Regions from separate parts of the Hordeum vulgare genome. Here region 2 is linked to region 1. Evidence: chromatin contacts called from public Hi-C data. All regions are on one chromosome and are shown on one strand. Each heading gives the region's core, a stretch centred on a gene start, on an enhancer-like site or on the middle of the called end of the contact. The rest is flanking DNA. Distances are from core to core; before and after follow the strand shown.

Evidence for each region. Hi-C and Micro-C count contacts between places; a contact is called where the count stands out from the background.
Region 2: a contact with region 1 is called in a Hi-C map of leaf, with 4 times the contacts expected there. The contact joins the enhancer-like site here to the promoter of LOC123398119 in region 1. A contact is called at or near these places in 2 of 6 Hi-C or Micro-C datasets (both in leaf).

Annotation. Positions count from the first base shown.
Region 1 is chr5H:437,680,731-437,684,782 of MorexV3_pseudomolecules_assembly, reverse strand. LOC123398119 (zinc finger protein 2-like) reads right to left here and starts at 2,343. Exons shown (of 2, transcript XM_045092624.1): 1 at 1,737-2,343; 2 at 982-1,113. The coding sequence starts at 2,128. The coding sequence ends at 1,754.
Region 2 is chr5H:438,384,130-438,388,678 of MorexV3_pseudomolecules_assembly, reverse strand. No RefSeq gene overlaps it. Among protein-coding and RNA genes, the nearest start is that of LOC123397821, 17 kb to the left of the region's middle. Within about 2 kb of position 1,583, at least 2 of the 3 cell types and tissues checked have open chromatin away from gene starts, as enhancers often do. A contact at or near this core is called in leaf, where this site is marked.

The DNA.
Region 1 (4,052 bases), core at 1,094-3,593:
CCCGGCGACACCGGGCGGCTGCCCGGGCTGCTCCAAAAAATTAATCCTAAGCACTAGTGATAATCTACGGTTAGAACAATTATTTGTTTGGGCAGGTGGCAGCTCACACTGTCACATTTGAGTTTTGCCAGGGCTACATTCATGGGCTTGCTTGGCCACTGGTTTTCTCCGATTCCAGTTATGTAAGATTGAGTCTGAAAAGCATGATATAAACAAGTGTACTATTTCAAATGCAACTCCCTCCGTTCAATAATAACTGTCATGGTTTTAGCTACAATAACAACCCTAATAAACTACAGTACCAAATTTCAAATAATCTGGCACGGGTACATATTTTTGCCAATTGATATATTTTGATAAAGGGCACTTTTATTGACTCACAATGTAGCATCAAGGGGTACAATCATAATGAGTACCCATCCAACCTTTACATAACAAGGATGCACACAACCAATACGAACACACGCATAAAGATCACGCTAGCAAAAAAAAAACAACGTCATAGAAGACCAAGCTTTGCATAGGCGGATGAACAAAAGCAAAATGTGTTCCCAAAGCTTTACCAATTCATATTTAACTATAATCAATTAATGGGGCAAAAAGAGAATGTACCATTGTCGTCCTTAAAAGATCTGTCGCATGGCCTCGCAAAAAAGAAAAAGATTTGTCGCAGGGTCGGCGATGTGCTAATAATTCCACCATTCTGTGAAAGTCCGGTAGCCTTTCAAGTCTGATTGTTTTGTGCTTGTCTCTACAGCACTTATGTTCAGGCTAACTGTAAAGAAGTCATGGAGAGTGTATACTCTTTAGTGCCTGTGAGGGTGTGCTATCAATTTCATAGATGTGGATGCAACAAGATATGTATGTTCAATTTATTTATTGAAAGTATAGTAAGCCAAATAAACAAGTATTAAAAATTGGCTAAACAAAACTGATTACCATAATACAGTAATCATTTGATTATGATATATATTTATCCGCAACCAGAAGAGATGGATGTTTCGATGTGGACATCAACATACAGAAGAATTGGCTTTTCAAAAAAGACATACAGAAGAATTTATTGGGATTTTATTCCAAGCTGCCTTTTCCTCTTCCACAAGCTTTTCCCTTCTGCAACATCAGCACAACCACCTGTTAACCTCCCCATCACTTCAAATTATTACAGTTATTCAGTTGGTATCACTATCCCAATAACGACAGAGGAAGGTAATAAGTCACGTGTTTTATGCACGGTACAGAACAAGCAGCAGCAGCGACAGGGGGATCCTATCCTATTGGAAGGCCGACTGGACCACACACCTACAGAGAACCACCCACAGATTTGCTTTACAAGAATTATTGATGAGCCTTAGCTATCTGTAGGCTATGATGCTACGCCTGCAGCTGCTTCGCTGCATGGCTTGTACTGCATGTGTCCATGTCTCGCCTAGTAATATGCTATTTTCATCCTTGTAACAATTAGGCAGTAACTTTGTAACATACCGCATGCGGCCATTCTGCAGCAGTGCATCTCATCATAAATATTTGCCTTGCTCATGAGTACGTAGGAGTATATAGTAAATAGTAAATACTACTAAACCGTGACCCAGAAACAAAAAAAGCTAGCAAAAGAACACAAGGAAGAAGAAGCTCTATGCAAGGTTTAATTCTCGACACAAAATGAGAAAGACATCACACGAACTGAAGTAGGAATTAATAAGGCGAATCGACAATAAGTTTGCAGTGACAAGAACCTCTCGATCCAGTAATATCAGAGCTTGAGAGACAGATCGATCTCCTCGGTGATGAGGTCCCGGCGAGCTGTCTCCGGCGACGACGCCCTCCTGTGCGAAGAGCTCCCCGCGGCATTGCTGGTCGGGTCCTTCCCTCTCCTGCTGGCCTCCTCGCCAGCGCCGACCAGGCCCGCGTGGCCGTGGCGGCGCGCGGCGGCCAGCTCCCGCGTGCGTTTGGCGACGCTGCGCTCGAACTTGTGGGCGTTCTGGTGGCCGCCCAGCGCTTGGGAGGAGTAGAACTTCTTGTCGCAGTAGGTGCAGGTGAAGTAGCCAAGCGGCTCCGGTGACGATGCCCGATGCAGGGAGAGGTTGAGGTCGATGTCGCCCTCTCCCTCGCCGCCGTTGAACTCCATACGGCGACCGGCCGGCGGACGGTAAAGGCGCAAAGGTGGTGCAAACTAACTAGCTAGCTAGTTAGTTTGTGTACTCTGGTTGTCTGGGATAATTGATGTGTACAGCGGTGCCCCCAATTTGCCCACAACACAACCCTAGAAGGGAGTAGAGAGCAGGAGAGGAACTAGGTGTTCGAGAGTAGTATTGTACGCTTGTTCCAAGGAACACACGTACTGTGCAGGATCTATCAGGGTGAGAAAGAGGAAAACGATGAAAGGGACAAGAGATTTCATGTACCGACGGATCTGCCAGTAAACGGATAGGATTGCACGCCAGCAGATTGGGGTACTGCTGTCCGCTGGATATTGGACCGAAAGCTGTGGACCTATGACAGAGAAAGAACTGTTCACTGACTGGTCTGACCGTCACCATTTGCCCCGGAGCTCGCTCAAGTATCCGCAATATTCACGTGAGAGTTTTACCGCCACAAATCAATCAAATGGTTAGAAAGATTGCAAAAAAAAAGGTTGTTAATGTAAGAAATAAAACATTGAAAGCTTTTTTCCTCCTCCACAAGAGAAGACCTTAGGCATTCCTTCTCCTCCCATCGGCGACGCCACTGATCTGTACCATCTCTGATGGCCTTTGGGCCATGAAAGTGCGGAGGACGTCCTTATCCCATTAGCATGAGGGACTCCATTCTCGTCCTTGTTAGGTTCACAATTCAATTGGAACTTTGTGATGACGGCAATGTCCTTTGGTAGGCATAATGTCTCACATCTTCTATCTTCGTCTCGATGTTGCGCCTAGCATGGTCCAAGGACGAGTGGACTTCTGTCTCCGTCGGATCTCGTGGGATTTAGTCGGTGCTGGTCTTCGATGGGTCTATTTGGATCATGTCTTTTCTTAGGTGCATACAGGTTCGATCCTTCTAATCTACGATTTATTTCCCCGAGAATGGTTGTTCCTCTGGTCCACTAGCTCTATGGGGTTTTAGCACGACGACTTATCAATTGTCTATTATAATAAGGTTTGCCTGGGTCCAGTCAAGAGGTCAAGCGATGATGGCGGTGTGGCTTCCGCTCGCCTCACTGCGTGTAACCTCGCTAAATAGTGTTTTTTAACTACCATGCTTGATTTGAATAGGCCAGAAGTTTCTGCATATAAAGAGAAATAATGTTGAGGGTTTGTTTCAAAGAGAGTGGTTTTTGTGCACCCAAGCACATTGCACCCCCGTTCAAAAAACAAATGAAACTTGATGGATGTGATTATGACCAAATATTTTAGGTGCTTGCAAAATTTGGTGGCGAAATAACATCCAAGGAAATTTGTATAAAGAAACAATTTTTTTCTCAAAACATGTGAATAATATCATAGGCGCAGAGCATCATTTGTATTTCGTTCTGTATGGAGATCATTTGATGTTTTTGGTGACCAAACTTTGTAGGCTCCTAAAACATTTGCTCAATATCCCATCCACCAAGTTTCAGAATTTTTTATTTGTTTTCAATTTATTTTTTGAATTTACTGTTCACTATGTGGGTGCGTCGGAGGTGGGTGCAGCCACTACTTTCCCTTGTTTCTAATAAGTCTTGTCATCGCCGGTCTAACCATTGATAGCTAAGCATCCCTCTATTTTATTTCTTTTTCTTGGATGTTGGATACACAATGTAATTCCGAGACACTAGACGTACTTTTGATGCTAAAAATTGACACAATCATAAAAAGTAGCTTAAGCTATATCAATATTAATTCAAAGATTGGAAGTCACCATTAGATGGACCTCTTCGTGAAGATCAAGATACATATGAAGATGGCTCTAAACACAACTCGGATGCAAAATTTATGACAAATCCAGTGAAGTGTATGTTCACATCAGATTATGGAAGCAAGAAAACCCAATTAAGATGGCATCAAATGGAAAAGTGTTCAACATGGAAAAGT
Region 2 (4,549 bases), core at 334-2,833, 700 kb before region 1:
TGATCTTACATGGCATCATGGCGAGACTATGCATTACCCGTGCTGTACTAGCGAGAAGTCGTTTTCGCGCTGTCCATGTCGCGGAAAGTTTTACCGTGGCAAATCTGGTGAGCTGACCCTACCGCTCTGTGCGAGTGATGTAACCTGTGATACATATACACGCAGCAAAGGCAAAAATGTCAGTGGACCTGAAATTCTCATCCGATGTCTCTGGACTGGTGATGCAGCACGGCGGTCCCGGCTTGTGTTTACTCGCATCTTTGTCCAGTACACATCACCAATAATTAGAAAGAAGAGCATTGCTATACTGGTGCATCCCGATCCCGTAGGTCCAGCAAATTATTTTCTTCAACTTCCCGTAGGTCTAGGCGTCTAGCAGCATCTTGTGTGTGGGAAAGATCCTAGCTAGGTCTGCCTGGCTGTTGTTACCTCGAGTACTTACCTTTGTCCAGGTTTAGATCCGGACGGGGAACCAAGAGGAAGAGAATGACACGTGGGTACTCCTATTATCGACTGAGATCCTCACACAGCGGCTTTATTGTCATGTACTCCGAGTCTCTGATCTTGCATTGAAGGCCTGACTTGAGGCTGACATGTGTCCCAAGTCAACGGATGAACAGAGCCGTTGGGCAGTAACTTTATCGCTTCATGCTCTTTGGGCAGAGCGTACGGTTCACTCCGTTGGGATAGCAGCAACTATACACGAAGTGTTCCGTCCCTATGTTCCGTGGTGATATAGTTACAAGTTATTCATCCGTTCGTAAATACTCCCTCCGTTTTTAAATATAAGATCTTTTAATTCTTTTTACTATAAATTATATATAGATGTATATAGACATATTTTAAAGTGTAGATTCATTTATTTTGTTCTGTATGTACTCCTTCCGTTCCTAAATATAAGATCTTTTAGAAATTATACTATAAACTACATACGGATGTACATAGATATATTTTAAAATATAGATTCACTCATTTTGCTCTGTATGTAGTCTTCTAGTGAAATACCTAAAAGGTCTTATATTTTGGAACGGAGGGAGTAGTCTATAGTAATTTTTTTAAAAGATATTATATTTAAAAACGAAGAAGTATAAGTCTTTATAAAGATTTTACTAGGGGCTACATACGAGGTAAAATAAATAAATATATACACTAAAATTTGTCTATATACATCTGCATGTAGTTCTCTAGTAAAATCTTTTAAAAGACTTACATTTAAAAACGAAAGAAGTACAACATGTAGGCGCGGGCCAACCACTGGTTTATAGAGTCTGCTATAGACATGGTTTTTGTTTTTGGGGAGGAGGTAGTTTCCCCCGAACCCGTGGCGCACATACGCGCCGCTAGTTTATGCATGCATGGAGTGTGCTAGTTACAAGATATGATATGAAGCTCAAGGTGGAAAGCGTTGTAGTAGTAGTAAAAACAATGGAGCGCGTACTGTATCTTGCCGGAGGAACGTTAACGGCGGCACGTAAGCTTTTGCGCAACAACCCGGCCTAAGTAACCATCTCACCCGCTCTCGCCGAGGCCAGCAGCTCAGGTCCACAGCCTGTACGCCTGCCCACTGCGTACATGCGTACGCCCACCGCAGCCCCACCGGTCGCATGCAACTTGCAAGGTCGTTCGGTCGAGTCGAGCGTCGTCGCCTGCTCCTGTATCGCGCGCCTCACAAGGCAAGCTCGGTGGCGCGGCTGCCGCCGTCAGACACACGGTCGACGACGTCTTAGCAGTAATAGGAGACATGGATACGTGCGCTGGCTTTCCTTCCATCTGTGCACGCGGTCGGATGCGTTTACTGCTACGTGATTATAGCGCTTGGGTCCCGCACGCCCCCGACTGGCGCAGACTAAAATAACTGTTTCAATTAAGCCAGTATAAAGTTGTACTAAATTTAAACCATTTATTTTGGGACGGAGGAAGTATATGTTTGGTCTTTAAGAAAAATAATATGCAATGCATTTTGAAACATAGGTAGTATAGCAATTACTCCCTTCATTCCTAAATACTCCCTCGTCCGAAAATAGTTATCACAGGAATGGATGCATTTAAATATATTTTAGTTCTAGATACATCTATTTTTATAAATTCGCGCGACAAGTATTTTTGAATGGAGGGAGTATAATTCTTTTTAGAGGTTCCACTAATGGACTACATATAAATGTATATAGACATATTTTAGAGTGTAGATTTACTTATTTTGCTTCGTATGTAGTCCCCTAGTGAAATATCTAAAAAAACATATATTTAAAAACGGAGGGAGTACTAGATATTATACGCCAATGGCATAAATTCCATATTAATACACAATGTAAATTGTTGGTTGCACCGTAGGGAAGGATTACATATTTGTAACGTATCATGGTTGCAAAGATATCCTTCAGTAAGTTTGACCGAGCCAAAGAAATTCCTTAGGATTTCATGCAATGTAGTCCATACATAAAATTCATTTGGGTTACAATTGTACAAATAAACTTGTGTGCTACACACTGAAAAGTTAGCGCCATAGCTGTAAATAATGTTATCAATCTAGTTAACTAGTACTACCTATAGATCACTAAAGTAGAGATCGAAATGATTTTATATTACTTTACATACGGAGTACTTTTTATAACATGTATTACATGGATGTGGAGTATTTGAGCTCGAGCTTAAATGTACCCACATGAACAGTAAAGTGGAAAAAAAAGAAAAATAATTCAAAAAATTCTGGTTTTTTTTGGTGAACTTTGACAGTGATTGCAAATTTTCATCATGAGATCACATTCGAGGAAGGCGTGACAAAAAAACAATGCTTTAAAAGTGCTACTTTCGAAAGCACTTTGGAACACTGATTTTGTTTTTTTTTGCCACTCATTCTACGAATGCGATCTCATGATGGAAATTTTCAAGCACTTAGAATATTCGTCAAAGTTTACCACAAAAAAAATTATTTTTTTTTGATTTTTTTTCAATTTTTATTTTAGTGTTCATGTGAGTTCAAATGAGCTCGAGCTCAAAAGGGTATTTTCTGTATTACATGTGTGTCCATCTATGAGTAGCTTATTCAGAAGTCAAGATTGCCCATGTTTGATCAAGTTTATAGAAAAAATATCAACATGTATTATACCAAATCAGTTTTATATGTTTACCAACCTACGATTGGATGGTTAGAAGAAAAATGGTATTCGCAGCTCATCAAGTCTGTACCGTGTTAAAAAATTCTAGTATGAAATAATCTTTTATTTATTTAGTTTTGTAGACACTGATTTTTTCCCTATTATTTAACCGGTCAAAGACAACAAATATATGTCTTTTGGGAAAAATTAACTAATCCTATAGAAGGGAACAAAGGGAGTGTGGCATTTACTATATCTCTTTTTTTTGGGGGGGGGGGGGGGGGTTGTGATTTGTAAAGAGATCATGCAGATTACATCAAAAAGCACATGACCAAACCACAAAGTGGAAAAGTAGTTCATCAAGCAAGATTATCATAATTCATAGTAATGCCAAACATAGATGAGATCCATATACGTTGATTAGTTTGTCAGTACAAATGGATTCAACCGAAACCCCTGAATCACTCACAATAGCTGGCATGCTAGATGCTACATTACATGTCATACATATACACCCATATGCTACCTCAACAAAAAAAAAACTCATATGCTACTCAGATTTTGGGAGCATTAGCAAAAGATTGTTTGGTTCCTTATGATGGAATTAACCTATCAGAGTTCAGGTCCTAGACTTGACATTGGTGATCTTATTATTAGTTTTTGAATTTTTTAAGCCTTCAGCTATGTGCATTTAATGAAAGAAAACGTTTTCGTCGCCTAAAAAGGCATCTGCGACAATTTTGTCAATCTCAAAATAATATGTCAGCTTAGTATCTTAAAATTGCTTATAAGATGGGATGTACATGCGTACATGCGTTTATAGGGATAAAATATATATACGGATGTATAAACACGGCCGGGAACACTGTTGAACGGCTAACACGGAAAAGCTTGCTTGCCACGTGACATGACTGAACAATCTGCTCCTCTGGTATTCTCTACTGATTGTTGGAGAGAAACTCCGCGATACCCTCCAATCAGTATGCCATTTGTGGACATCCAACGGTACACGTTAATCTGTACCTACGAGGAACCGTGTATTTGGCCTACTCATTGTCTAGGTTACGTAGCAGGGATCCGTCTCCGTCTGGGTGGCTCCCATACACAAGCTCCATCAACCGAGAGCTAGAGGCTCCTTTGTCTGTTGATCGAGGTGTGTGTGAATGCAGCACTGGAATCCCCTTCCTTTGGACCATTTTCAAGACGTGTCCTCTCTCACCAAAGCAATCCCCTTCAAGAATCCTCTCACCAATTCCACGTCATCGAGATGTCCACTCATTTGTTTATACTACTCTCTCCGTATCTAAATATAAGTCTTTTAAGACATTTCATTAGGTGTCTACTTACGGAGCAAAATGAGTGAATCTATACTCTAAAGTATGTCTATATACATCCGTATGTAGTCCATTAGTGAAATCTCTAGAAAGACTTATATTTAGGAACGGAGGGACTAG